Regions from separate parts of the Mus musculus genome. Here region 1 is linked to region 2. The links are chromatin contacts, called in public Hi-C maps. All regions are on one chromosome and are shown on one strand. Each heading gives the region's core, a stretch centred on a gene start, on an enhancer-like site or on the middle of the called end of the contact. The rest is flanking DNA. Distances are from core to core; before and after follow the strand shown. Region 1 holds the start of Shc3 (src homology 2 domain-containing transforming protein C3). Region 2 overlaps Shc3 (src homology 2 domain-containing transforming protein C3).

The links. A called contact is a pair of places that touch in the nucleus more often than the background predicts.
Region 1: a contact with region 2 is called in a Hi-C map of cerebral cortex, with 1.7 times the contacts expected there. The contact joins the promoter of Shc3 here to the enhancer-like site in region 2. A contact is called at or near these places in 2 of 484 Hi-C or Micro-C datasets (the HPC-7 cell line and cerebral cortex), 3 of 115 datasets of contacts at active chromatin or transcription factors (astrocytes and embryonic stem cells) and 3 of 9 other capture datasets (adipose tissue, liver and pancreatic islet).

Annotation. Positions count from the first base shown.
Region 1 is chr13:51,566,907-51,572,972 of GRCm38.p6, reverse strand. Shc3 (src homology 2 domain-containing transforming protein C3) reads left to right here and starts at 3,522. Exons shown (of 12, transcript NM_009167.5): 1 at 3,522-6,002. The coding sequence starts at 5,529.
Region 2 is chr13:51,523,145-51,528,908 of GRCm38.p6, reverse strand. All of the region lies in intron 1 of Shc3 (src homology 2 domain-containing transforming protein C3), which reads left to right. Among named protein-coding and RNA genes, the nearest start is that of Shc3, 43 kb to the left of the region's middle. Within about 2 kb of position 2,283, at least 51 of the 459 cell types and tissues checked have an H3K27ac peak or open chromatin away from gene starts, as enhancers often do. A contact at or near this core is called in astrocytes and cerebral cortex, where this site is marked.

The DNA.
Region 1 (6,066 bases), core at 2,273-4,772, 43 kb before region 2:
AGTTGCTAGCGGGAGACTGTTCAGTGGGGTGGCCTGCAAGTTCCTGGGGAATATGGCTTTCATAAGTTGTTCCTGCTGGGGTAGGGCTTTTGGTAACATAGTTGCCTTTGAATTGTCTATGCTCCCGTAAGTAAACCCTCACCCATACTCCAACAAATGACTGGGATAAGCTCATTGGTCCACCAAGGATTTTGGTTCTTGCGAATTTCTGGTGTCTCTCCTTCTTTTTGGATGACCTGAGGCCATCTCCACGAGTCTGATTTTAATGCTGTCCTCTGCATTTGCCTCCTGAGGAAGATTTCTGTTTCATACCTGGACCTTGAAAGAGCTGTCAATCACTTCCATCCTCCCCAGGGAGGGTCAGTTGGTCCACTCTCTCTCCCTTGTCCCTGCTCCCTACTTGCTTCCATTCTGGTCTCCTCTTTTACACTGTAAGACACAATAGCTTCACCTCCGTTATACTCTATTACATCTTAATATTTGTGTTTATGCTTTTGGCATGCATATGTGTTTGTGTGTGTTTTCATGTGTGTGCGTGCGTGTGACTGCAGGAAGATGTCTTTATCACTCTCTCCCTTTCTTATTTTTGTTTTATGGATACTGATGTTTCGACGGCATGTGTGAGCCCTAGTGCGGAAGGATCCAGAAGAGGGCATCAACTTCCCTGGAGTCAGAATCCCAGACAGTTGTGAGCCACCATGTGGGTGCTGGTAATCTAACTGTGGTCCCCCGGGAAAGCAGCCAGTGCTCTCAATCCCTGAGCTCCACCTTAATTTTTGAGACAGCATCTGTCATGAAAGCAGAGCTCATTGTTTGGATAGGACTGACTATGGAGCTTCTGGGATCTTTGTTCTCAGCATGAGGACTTCAGGTACACACTACCGCGCCTGGCTTTTTCTGTGGGTTCTGGGTGTATTGTCAGCCATCTCACTGACTGGCCATCTCCCTAGCCTCTCTTTGTAATATAGCCCATCTTCTATCTTCTAGAAAGTCTGAACCTTTTTGTCTCTCAGTCCACTGGCAACATTGTCGTTAATGATGAATGAGCACTGCCCGAAGGGAGAAGCCCCACTGGACACTGTACACCACACCTACCTCTCTGAGGCAGGGTTGTGTGTGGCCATGAAGATAGAAGATGTGGTCACTGCACATTGTGTAGCCCCAGTGACCCTTGGCTTCCTTTATGCAAAACAGGATGTAAGCTGGACTTGCAGTAGGTGTGCCTGGTTGGTGAGGGCAGTTCCTCAGATGGCTCGGGATTTATGCTTATCCTACAATTTCTGGCTGTTTTGTTTGTTTTCGAGATGAAATCTCACCATGTAACCCAGACTGTCCCACTAGAGCCCTCAAATGTCCTGCTTCAACTGCCCAAATGCTGGGATCAGAAGCATGTACCACCTACCCCATATCTGACCACCCTTTTTATATCTCATCTAGACAATTTGGAATTCCCGGGTTTCAACCTCTGCACTTGATGCCTCTACACAGAAGGCTCCTAACCCTAAGCTGGCCACTCCCATGCACTTATTCCCTTCCTCACCTGATTAGACTCTCCACTCTGATGAACAGGACTTGACTCAGGTGAATCCTCCAGGTAGGAAATGTGGACTTTGCCTTGCACTCCTCTCAGTGGAAGATGCCTGGCTACAGGTGGTCAGGGGTGAGCAGTTCTCAATGTCAGCTGCCCAGGCAAGGCACTTTCTTGGCATTGTTATAGGATTTCCATCCATATCTCTGGTTAATAACACAGTCCAATAAACTAAGTGAGTTATGAATAAAGATAATTTACCTCTGCTCCTTAGTCTGGTACAGCTGAGAGACCAAATTCTTGGGATTCTTGCTAGCAGAGTCTGAGGTGGCTCAGGGCTTAAGACGGTGAGAGACTGGGAACACGTATGCCTGTGTGCACACACGAGTGTGTGTGTTCAGACTCTCTACTTCTATGTGGTTATATGTGTGCAGGTGCATCCTTGTGTGTGCTTGTGTGGAAGTGTGCCATACCTGCATGTGGAGGACAGAGTATGGCCTCCACTCTCATTTCTTGGATGACAGCCATGTTTTCTTTAAAAATAGCTTTTCATTAGATGCATGTTAGAGCACATGTGTAGGGGGTCAGAGGACAACATCATCTCCACTGTGTGGCTCCTGGGGACTAAATTCCAATCATCAAGGTTGATAGCAATCTTGCTGACCCCATCTTGTTTGTTTGAAATAAGGTCTCTTCTTGGCTTAAAACTTGCTGAGGGGTTGGGCTGGCTGGCTGTGTAACACTGGGTCGTCAGCCCATTTATTTGTTTGTCTGTTAGTATTTTTGGTTTTGTTTTTTTAAATGTTGAGTTTTTGAGGATTGAATTCAGGTCCTCTTGCTTGCAAGATAAAGCATTTTACAGACTGGGCTATTGCTCCTCTACTCTGATGACCTAATCCCAGTCCTGTCCCAGAAGCCCCTCCCCTAAATGACACAGACTAAGCTTTCACCTTTTGAAAGAAAGGTGGCCAGGATTAGACTTCAACATAAGCATCCAGTGAACACGTGATAGTCACAGCATAGCGCAGACTTTGAACATGGCATCTAGAATTATCTATCCTCGTTCTCACTGGTGCCAGTTTGTTTCGAGTTGACAGCCCAGAGCTTGGGCTTTGGGGGATCATGCCTAAAATAAGCGACAGCCAGGCTCCCTAGGGCGAACAAAGGGCTCTCCTGGGACAGGCACGTGAGCAGAGTTCCCCTGCAGGGGCTGTGGAATTCCATCTGACGCATTTGGGCTCTTTAATTTATTTTCTTTTTTCCTGTACACCAAAATATTCGTATCACTTTCCAGCTAACAGCAGCTCTAGCTGTACTATATGATATTCTTGGTATATTAACGTCTAACACCAACGAGTCTAATTGTTGTATGTAAATTTACACCGCCATTCATATTTTCTCAGTCGGCTCCCTCCGTTGGCCTCATAATAGAATCCAAAGTCTCCTTGTTGGCTAAAGGGTTAAATGATGTAGCTTTGGGATCCCCTCCGCTGCTCTGGAGACTTAGCTTGCATAGGTCTTCTTTATTCCTTTATTAGGAAAGACTTCATGGGGAAGAGGCTAGCCTTTGACTGGGTCTTCTGTGTGCATTCATAATAAAAGCTGGTACATTCATGGCTGCTCTGTGAGGTAGAAGAACCAGTGAATGAAAGTTTGGGTACAGCTCACCTCCCAGAGAGTGGTCCTGCTTCACCCGGAACTGACCCGATAGTCTCCAACACCCTTATAAAACTAATTTTCCCCATCTCTCTATACCGGCTTGTTTCTTCCTCCCAGAATTTTTGTAATCAATCTGGGTGGTGTTATTTTTTTTTTTTTCTTTCTCTTTTTTTTTCCCACACTGCTGTTGGATAAAAGATCCCGCCCTTGATTGAAATGGAATCTTCCACTATTGAGCGAGCCTTTGTTGAATGAGTCATCGGCTCAGCCTCTCATTGGCTGAAGCCGCCTGAGCCCAGGGGATTGCCTGGCACCGGCTGCAAGGACCCGCTCCATTCACAGAAACGCTGGCTCGCTCGCCGGCCCTTTCATTCACACAAACAGCATCTCATTCACATTCGGTCTGTTTTTTTTTTTTTTCCTTTTTCTTTTTTTCTTTTTGTCTGCTTCTAATGAAGAAGACCACGGTTTGGGAATGGTGGGGCTGACTTGCTTCAGATTGGAGGGGGACTCCAATCACCATCGAAATCGTCCGTGGGGTGCGCATCTGCTGTTGCTATGCGAGCTAGAGGAAGGGAGAAAAGAGAGTGCGGGGTGGCTGTTCAGCTAGGGCTGCCGCGCGGTTGGAGAGCGGTGGGGACGTGTTTGCTGCGCCAGGGCGGGCCTGGCGGCTCTGCGCTTTTTCGTCCTCTGGAACCGGCCTCACTTGCACGGCCGCCACGGGTGGCTCTCCCTAAACTCCCTTCCTGGGGCTCCCAGAAAGCCTGGGAACCGCACTGCCTCCCGAGATCAGCCCTGGGCGTGAGAAGACTCAGGGTGACCTGCTAGTGTGCTAGAAGGCAAATGCATTCGCTTGCACAGAAGTTACCAGGAAACTTTGACAGCGATTGACTTCTCGGTGGTGCAGGTTATCTGTCTTAACACATGAGGCCACCTGGTAGAGGCCACCGAGGAAGGGCTCAGTGGGTCTCAGAATCTTGGTCAGACCCTCGGGGAGGCTGTCGATGTCCTATTCTCCCAAGCGTCAGGAAGAAGGCCTGTGCGTGTCACTGCAAGCCTGGGCCCGACTCGCAAGGAAGAGGCCATTCTTGCTGTGGATTTGATGGACAGTTAGAGCAGCCGCATTTTTTTTCCTGCCTGACTGCAGGGCTGCAAGCAGCAACTGAAGGGACATTGAAACGGATTGGTAATGCTACTAAGGCATGCTTCCAGGGCTGAAACACATTCACTTGGAATAAAACTCAAAACGCGGCCCTCTTTCTCTCTCTCTCTCTTTTTTTGGCATGGATTTCTGGAGCCTGTTGCCGCTCAGCAGAGATGCAGGTTTTTTTTTGAAGTAGATTTTTCAACTGAACCCTAGCTGAGTACGGCTGCTGACTGCTGTAAATTATTAGGGAAGACCCCCTCTGAGCTGTACTGAGAAGAAATTTCTGTGCTGATTTTTTTTTTTTTTCGTGAATTGGTACAGGAATTGCACCGCCACAGATACATGGCTGCTCTGCTGATCTGAACAAGAAAAGCAAACCACAGGAAACTGACAGGTTTTTTTCTTTCTTTCTTAAATATTCATCTGCTGGTGAAGGGTCCCCCCTCTTTTTTTTTTTCCTACTTAAAATTCTTGCTACTTTCCAAAATCAGGATTCATCAGGATTCGCCTTGAAGACTTCTTTAAAAGCCTTCGTCACATTTGAACGCATCCCTGTCAGACACTTCTGGGCTTCATCCACATGAGCTGAGCAAGGGAAGAGCAAGCCATTGCACGGAATAATGGGTTGCGGAAAGTTCAAGAGATCATTTGACGGGACTGGATTTACCTTTGGCACAGATGCGGGATGGGGAGGGGGTAGGTGAAAAGGCAAAGACTGGAAGGAAATATCTGCGAAGGTAGAAAAAGGAAATTTGAGAACTGATTGGCTGTAGTTGCTGTCAGCGGGTGGATGTCGTTTTCTTCTCTCTCTTTTTGCTACAGGAAGTGATTTGCGGAGCTCACCGAGCCTTTGTTGAGAAGGGTCTCCTCAGAGTGAGTCACGCTTTTGCTGGGAGCAGCCCCGTGCAGCTGGCCGCTCGCTCCATCAGCCGCAACTATGACTTTTGCAAGGCAAGCGTTCCACCCCAACCCTCGGTCTCCAGGGCCCGCGCTGCGTGGCTGCTGCTCTGCTGCCTTGTAACGGTGAAAAGGGCTCGGTCGTCGGCCTCGGCTGTCCCTCTCCGGAAAGGCTGTCCTGGGACTCGGGCTCCTCGTCCCGCTCGGGGGACCGCGGCTCGTGTGCTATGCGCGGCAGTCCGCGCCAGGGCCGGCAGCAGCAGCGCCCGGGTGGATGCGGCGAGCCCACGGAGGGGCATGCTTCCACGCACCAAGTACAACCGCTTCAGGAATGACTCGGTGACATCGGTCGATGACCTTCTCCACAGCCTGTCGGTGAGCGGCAGCGGCGGCAAGGTCTCGGCGGAGCCCGCGGCGAGCCCCTACCTGGTGTCGGGCGAGGCGCTGCGCAAGGCGCCGGACGATGGGCCCGGCAGCCTGGGCCACCTGCTCCACAAGGTGTCCCACTTGAAACTCTCCAGCTCCGGCCTGCGTGGCCTGTCGTCGGCCGCCCGGGAGCGGGCAGGAGCGCGGCTCTCGGGCAGCTGCAGCGCGCCCAGCCTGGCGGCCCCGGACGGCGGCAGCGCGACCCCCGGGTCCCGCGCCCCGGCCGCCAGCATGAGTGCCACCAGGAAGAGCCGGGCCGGCGACGAGCCACTGCCCAGGCCCCCTCGGGGCGCGCCGCACACCAGCGATCAGGTGCTGGGGCCGGGAGTCACCTATGTGGTCAAGGTGGGTAACCCGAGCACACTGCTGGGTGGGGGTCTCGGAGACAGGGTGCGGTGGGGAGGAGGAA
Region 2 (5,764 bases), core at 1,034-3,533:
TTTGGGAATTGTGCCCCACCTCTAGGGATGGCCTTGGTTTTGCTGAGTCACTGTAATCCCATCTGTCTTCATGAACAAATGGTTGGCTGAGGAGCCAGGATAAGGCTTTTCAGTGGAGACATTCTCAGCGGCTTCCTCCTTGGGTCTTCTTGGTGCTCTCCAATGCACTCACTCTTGTATTAATTTTCTGCTTTCCTGGTGGTGCCTGTTTCTCTTTCCCAGCCCTGTTCTGATTGGATCACTGAACCATTTCCTCAGCCCATACAACTTCCAGGGTAGCCTCTGACCAGATTGTCAACATCAGCCCTCCTTCCTCCTGGCCAAGGAGTCCAGTCTAGGGAGTGAGGCCCAGGGACTGTGAAGCCAGTCCTCTGAAGGATTCTGAGGCATGCTCAGGTCTGAGAGCTCCAGTGCTAGGTATCAGTTGATTGCCTTTACTCTGTATGCATTATTGTGACAGTATGTGTCATGCACGCACACACTTGGGTGCAAAAATGTATGGGAAGACACACACACACAGACACACAGACACACACATACATACACACACACACACACACACATACATACATACACAAACAGAGAGAGAGAGAGAGAGAGAGAGAAAGAGAGAGATCACCACGAAGTCACAGTCTCTCTTAATCTTGTGCCTTAGGAGCCCTTCTCAGTGTTGAGTACAGTTCCAGGTGGGCGCCTGTCATTGAAGACCTTTCCTGAGCATGTTCGCACACACGCTGTTAACTCTAACTTGTTATGTAGTCTTCAGGTTTGTATAATTCTGAGGTATGCTTTACCTTTCTTTAAATAAGATGACTTGCGACCAGAGAGTGTCATTCCTGAGATCTTGTGGTTCACATCTTGAAGGTCAAACACAAGGGCTCAAGAGACCATGCTGACACCTCCGGGTGTTTGCCTGATGATTTAAGAGTGTTTCTCATAAGTTTGTACACTGGGAGATTCATTTTCAGTGTGGCAACGAAAGGAGGTGAGACCTTTACAAGGAAGCCTCAGGTCTGAGGAGATGGTTCAGTGGTTAGAGCACTTACCATACAAACAAGACCTGAGTCTAGATCCCCAGAACCTGCATAAACGCTGGGTGAGCATGGCAGCTCACTCGTAATTCCAGCCATAGGAGGTAGAGCCAGATGATTTCTTACTGTCTTCACCCCCCAAGCAGGCTGGCTAGTAAGACCATTCTCATAGGCAAGCTCTGGGTCCGATTTCAAGACCTTGTCTCAAAAGAATAAAGTGGAGTGAAACAGAGGAAGATTCCGGACATCAGTTTCCAGCTCCATACTTCTATGCACACACATACATGTGCATGCCCACACAAGTCCTCATATACATGTGAACATACATATAAGTATATATGCATACCACACACATATATGAAAAGAAGAAAGGCAGGGAAGTGGGCCCCAATGGGAGGTCCTTAGTGGGTGTGCTTTGAGAACAGGCTGAGGAGTCCCGGGCTCTCTGGCTTCCTGTTCTCAAAATTGAGCTCTTTTTCCTACCTGTTCTCCCAGCAGTACCATGTGCCATGAGGTGACATAGGCAGGTAGGACCATCAATCACCAGCGGCTGCACCATGCAGCTCGGATTTCTAGCCTCTCTCTGTCTGTCCATTTTTCTTCTTCCCTCCCTCTGTTTACCCCTCTTTCTCTGTCTCTTATTTCCTCTTTGTGCTTCTGTCTTTGTCTCTCTCTTAAGTTAGCCCACCTGAGGTATTTTGTTATCACAATGAACAACTGGCCAAAACCACCTCAGGGACAATGTAGGATTAGGCTGGGGCTGGACATGCAGAGCTACCCCACTGTCTGAGGAGGGGGAACATTATAATTTGAGTGACGTACTGTGGTTTACGGAGTGGGTTGTCATAGTAATTCAGAAGAGACTGTCGTGCCTTGGCCCTCTGGAAGTTCCAAGCAACAGGGAGAGTGGAATCAGTTTTAACCTTGAGATATCAGTTTTGAACATGGAAGCACCTTTGAACTTCTAGGTCTCCTGGAACTCATGAATACAAAAACCTTCCTCTTGTCCATAGACCCTGGTCCTTTTGTCCCTAATTCTCAGTCCCCTTAGGAGCTTCTGTAATTCATATCCTTGGGGGTCTTGAGGTGGCAGGACAGACCTGCTGTGGTAACCTTGCCCTGAAGCTGCTCACAGTGACAGTTGACCTCTGTGGCAGCACGTGCCTACCCGGGCCAGGCAAGAGTCCTCCGAGTCTGCAGACAGCGCCACAGTGAGTCATCTTTCCCAGCACTGGCTTGGCTTCCTGCCTCTTCTTTTGCTGGTGCAGTCAGCTCAGACTCAGAGCTGCTGATTCGGGGTCTACAGCAGGACTCTCACAAGAGAGTGTCTCGAGGTCTTGGCTGTTAACAGTCTCTCCCGAGTGGCCCTTCTTCTTTATTTTCCTCTTGCTCTGGATGAATTGAGGCTTTCTTTTCCAGTCTCTGCAGATCACAGCTCTTTCCCGATGGCCCCTATTTGATTTTTACCTCCACGCCCTCCTTATTACTTTGTTCCTTTCTAGCAAGCTAGCTCAGTGTATTTTGTCAACCTGCTTTCTGTGGCAGGAGCTGTGCCCACCTCTTTGTGTTCTTGCTTTTTAGCAGGTCTTAGTCAGAAAGCCAATCTCATCCGGTGCCCTTGAGTTGTTATTTTTAATAGTGGTGCTGTTTTTCCCCCCGGATTCCATCTATTTCCCAGCAAAAGCTCTCAGCAGTTAGATTGGGGTTGGAACTATGTGTGGGTTTGTGGAATGGGGGTGTGCTGCCCATAGAGCGGGAAGAGGGAGTCAGATACCCCGCCCTGTAGCTGGAGTTACCACTTGTGAGCCACTTGACCTGGGTGCTGGCCACTGAACTCAGGCCCTCTGCAAGAGCAGTGTGTGTGCCTAAACACAGAGCTCTCTCTCTCCAGGCCCTTGTTTGATTTTTTAAAAAAGATTTTATTTTTATCTTAAATTATGTGTTTGGGTGCATGCATTGGTGTGTGTGTGTGTATCTGTCTGTCTGTCTGTCTGTCTGTCTGAGGGTAGATTTGTGGACATGAGTGAAGGTGCCCTTAAGCCAGAGATGAAGACTGTACTGGCTGATTTTGTGTCAACTTGACACAAGCTGGAGTTATCACAGAGAAAGGAGCCTCCCTTGAGGAAATGCCTCTGTGAGATCCAGCTGTAAGGCATTTTCTCAGTTAGTGATCAAGATGGGAGGGTCCATTGTGGGTGGTGCCATCCCTGGGCTGGTAGTCCTGGGTTCTATAAAAAAGCAAGCTGAGCAAGCCAGGGGAAGCAAGCCAGTAAGCAGCATCCCTCCATGGCCTCTGCATCAGCTTCTGCTTCCTGACCTGCTTGAGTTCCAGTCCTGATTTCTTTCAGTGATGAACAGCAATGTGGAAATGTAAGCTGAATAAACCCTTTCCTCCCCAACTTGCTTCTTGGTCATGATGTTTGTGCAGGAATAGAAACCCTGACTAAGACAAGGACATTGCATCTCCTGGAACTGGAGTTACAAGCAACTGTGAGCTTCTGGACAAACTGACATGCAAACTCAGGTCCCCTGGACAAGCAGTACTTGCTCTTAACTATTGAGCCAACATCTCTCCAGTTCTCAATTAAACTGAAACTCAGAGACGATCACTGTGACAGACACCCTAGGGAACTAGAGCTGAAACGACCCTATGCATGATTTAAACTTCTATAGCCAGGCCATGACAAAGAAAAGAAATCTTGGAAGTTAAGATGGGGCTCCAGGTAGACAGGTGTCAGGCAGGAATAGAAGCTTGAATCTTCTGGGCTCTGGAGAGCTTGCAGGAGGCTTGAATCTTGTAAAAATTCCCTTGTGTACTGGGAAGGTAGTGTAATCAGTACAAGTAATGCATTTGCCTTGTAAGCACCAGGACCTGACCTGTACCCCAGAACCCACATAAAAAAGCAAGGCACTGTGAAATGCTGTGACAGGAGGATTCCTGACACACGCTGACTCGTCAGATTAGCCTGCTTGGCGAACTCCAGGTCAGTAAGAGACCTTGTCTCAGGAAAACCAAGGTGGGACAGTGTTCTGAGGGAATGAGCTGCAAATTTTCCTGTGGCTGTCGTGTGGATGTTAGGGACACACACACACACACACACACACACACACACACACACACACACACACACACACGCATGCAAGGGCCTATGTGTTGCTGAGGGTGTTGGCATTGGAAAGCAACACCTCTACAATTTAGCATTGACAGTTTGCAGCAACTTGTATGAAATCCTGGCTTGTCAAGGGTTGTACTGCAGGTTGAAAGCTTCTAGGCACTCCTGTGAGGGAATATCTTGATTAGGAGGCAAGACCCACTGGAAAGGTGGGCAGAAGCGCCCTTCTGTTCTAGGGTCCTGGATTACCTAGAAACAGGAACAGAAGCTGAGCACGGGGGCTGCCCATCTCTGCTCCCGACTGTGGACACAGTATGACCAGGCAACTGCTGCCGTGTCCTCTCCACTGTGATGGACTGTATCCTGCATCTATGAGCAAAATAAACCCTTCTTCCTTAAGTTGCTTCTGTGAGGACATTTTATCAGAGCAATGAGACCAGCAGCTGATACAGTCCATTTCCTTTACTGTCCCATGGGACAGCTTTCTTGGCATTACTGGTTGGCTCTCAGAGGCTGCGGTGGTAAACCCTACCGAGAAGATGAGACGTATTCCATTTCTCTGCATCCCTTTCTTGCAGATATAGAAACGTGCTTATAATTGAGAACATGAATGATATAAAACCTTTTACAGGTAATTATTACAGGATATTATCAGTAACTACAACTTCGTGATTGCTTCAGTATTTTCAATTCTTCCATGGGTGAAGAGACTGAAGTCCCTCTCTTTAGCTCAGACTGGCCTGGGGGACTCACTGTGTAGCATAGTTTGGGTTCAAAACCAAAATCTTCCTGTCTCAGCTTCCTGAGTACTGGGATTATACATACACACCTCCTTACCCTCCTTTTGATGTGTGTTTTGGAGACTAGACTCAGATTCTTGTGTTTTCATGGGCAGTACATTACTAACTGACTCGTCTTCCTTTCCCTAGCTATATTTGCCACCATCTAGAAATAAGCAAGTCTGGAACAGCCTCCATAAAACGCAGCAATACCATAAACACGCCATTCTGCTCTATCTGCTCCCTACCGTTCACACTAATGATGACCAAAACTCATATTGGAAATTGTACATAATCATCAAGGCGCATGCTACTCCTGCATCTCTGTTGGCTGTCTCTCGTCTTGCGGCAGCCCACGTCGCCTTCTCCATTGTCACCATTAAGTTTTCTGGCCTCTTCCTTGCAGCAAGCATCTGTGGGTGGTTAACTTGGAGTCTTCCCCTTCCCCTCCCACTTGAGTGGTTTTCAGGAGTGGAAATCAGATTCCGGTTTGGTTGCTCCTCATCTCCAGACTAATGTTGCTGCTACTGCGTGTGGTCTTCTCGTGTTTGGTGTCGGAAGAGCTCCAGTGCTGTGCCAGGCTTTATCCCTTTATAAGCAACTGAGCTCTTCCCTCCCACTCATGTAATACCTTTTCAGGAGAAAATTATGATTTGATCCATGGAAACTGTACGTGGTGGTGGGGGGGCGGCGCTGTGAGATGCTCACAGTGTTCTAGTCCAGATAAGTGTCTTCATCGCCTCAAACATCTATCATTTCCCAACGTTCTTTCGTGTAAATTCTTGGTCTTGGTATCTGTGGTGTTTTTTTTTCTCCTGTTTTTAACAGGGTTTTATTTAGG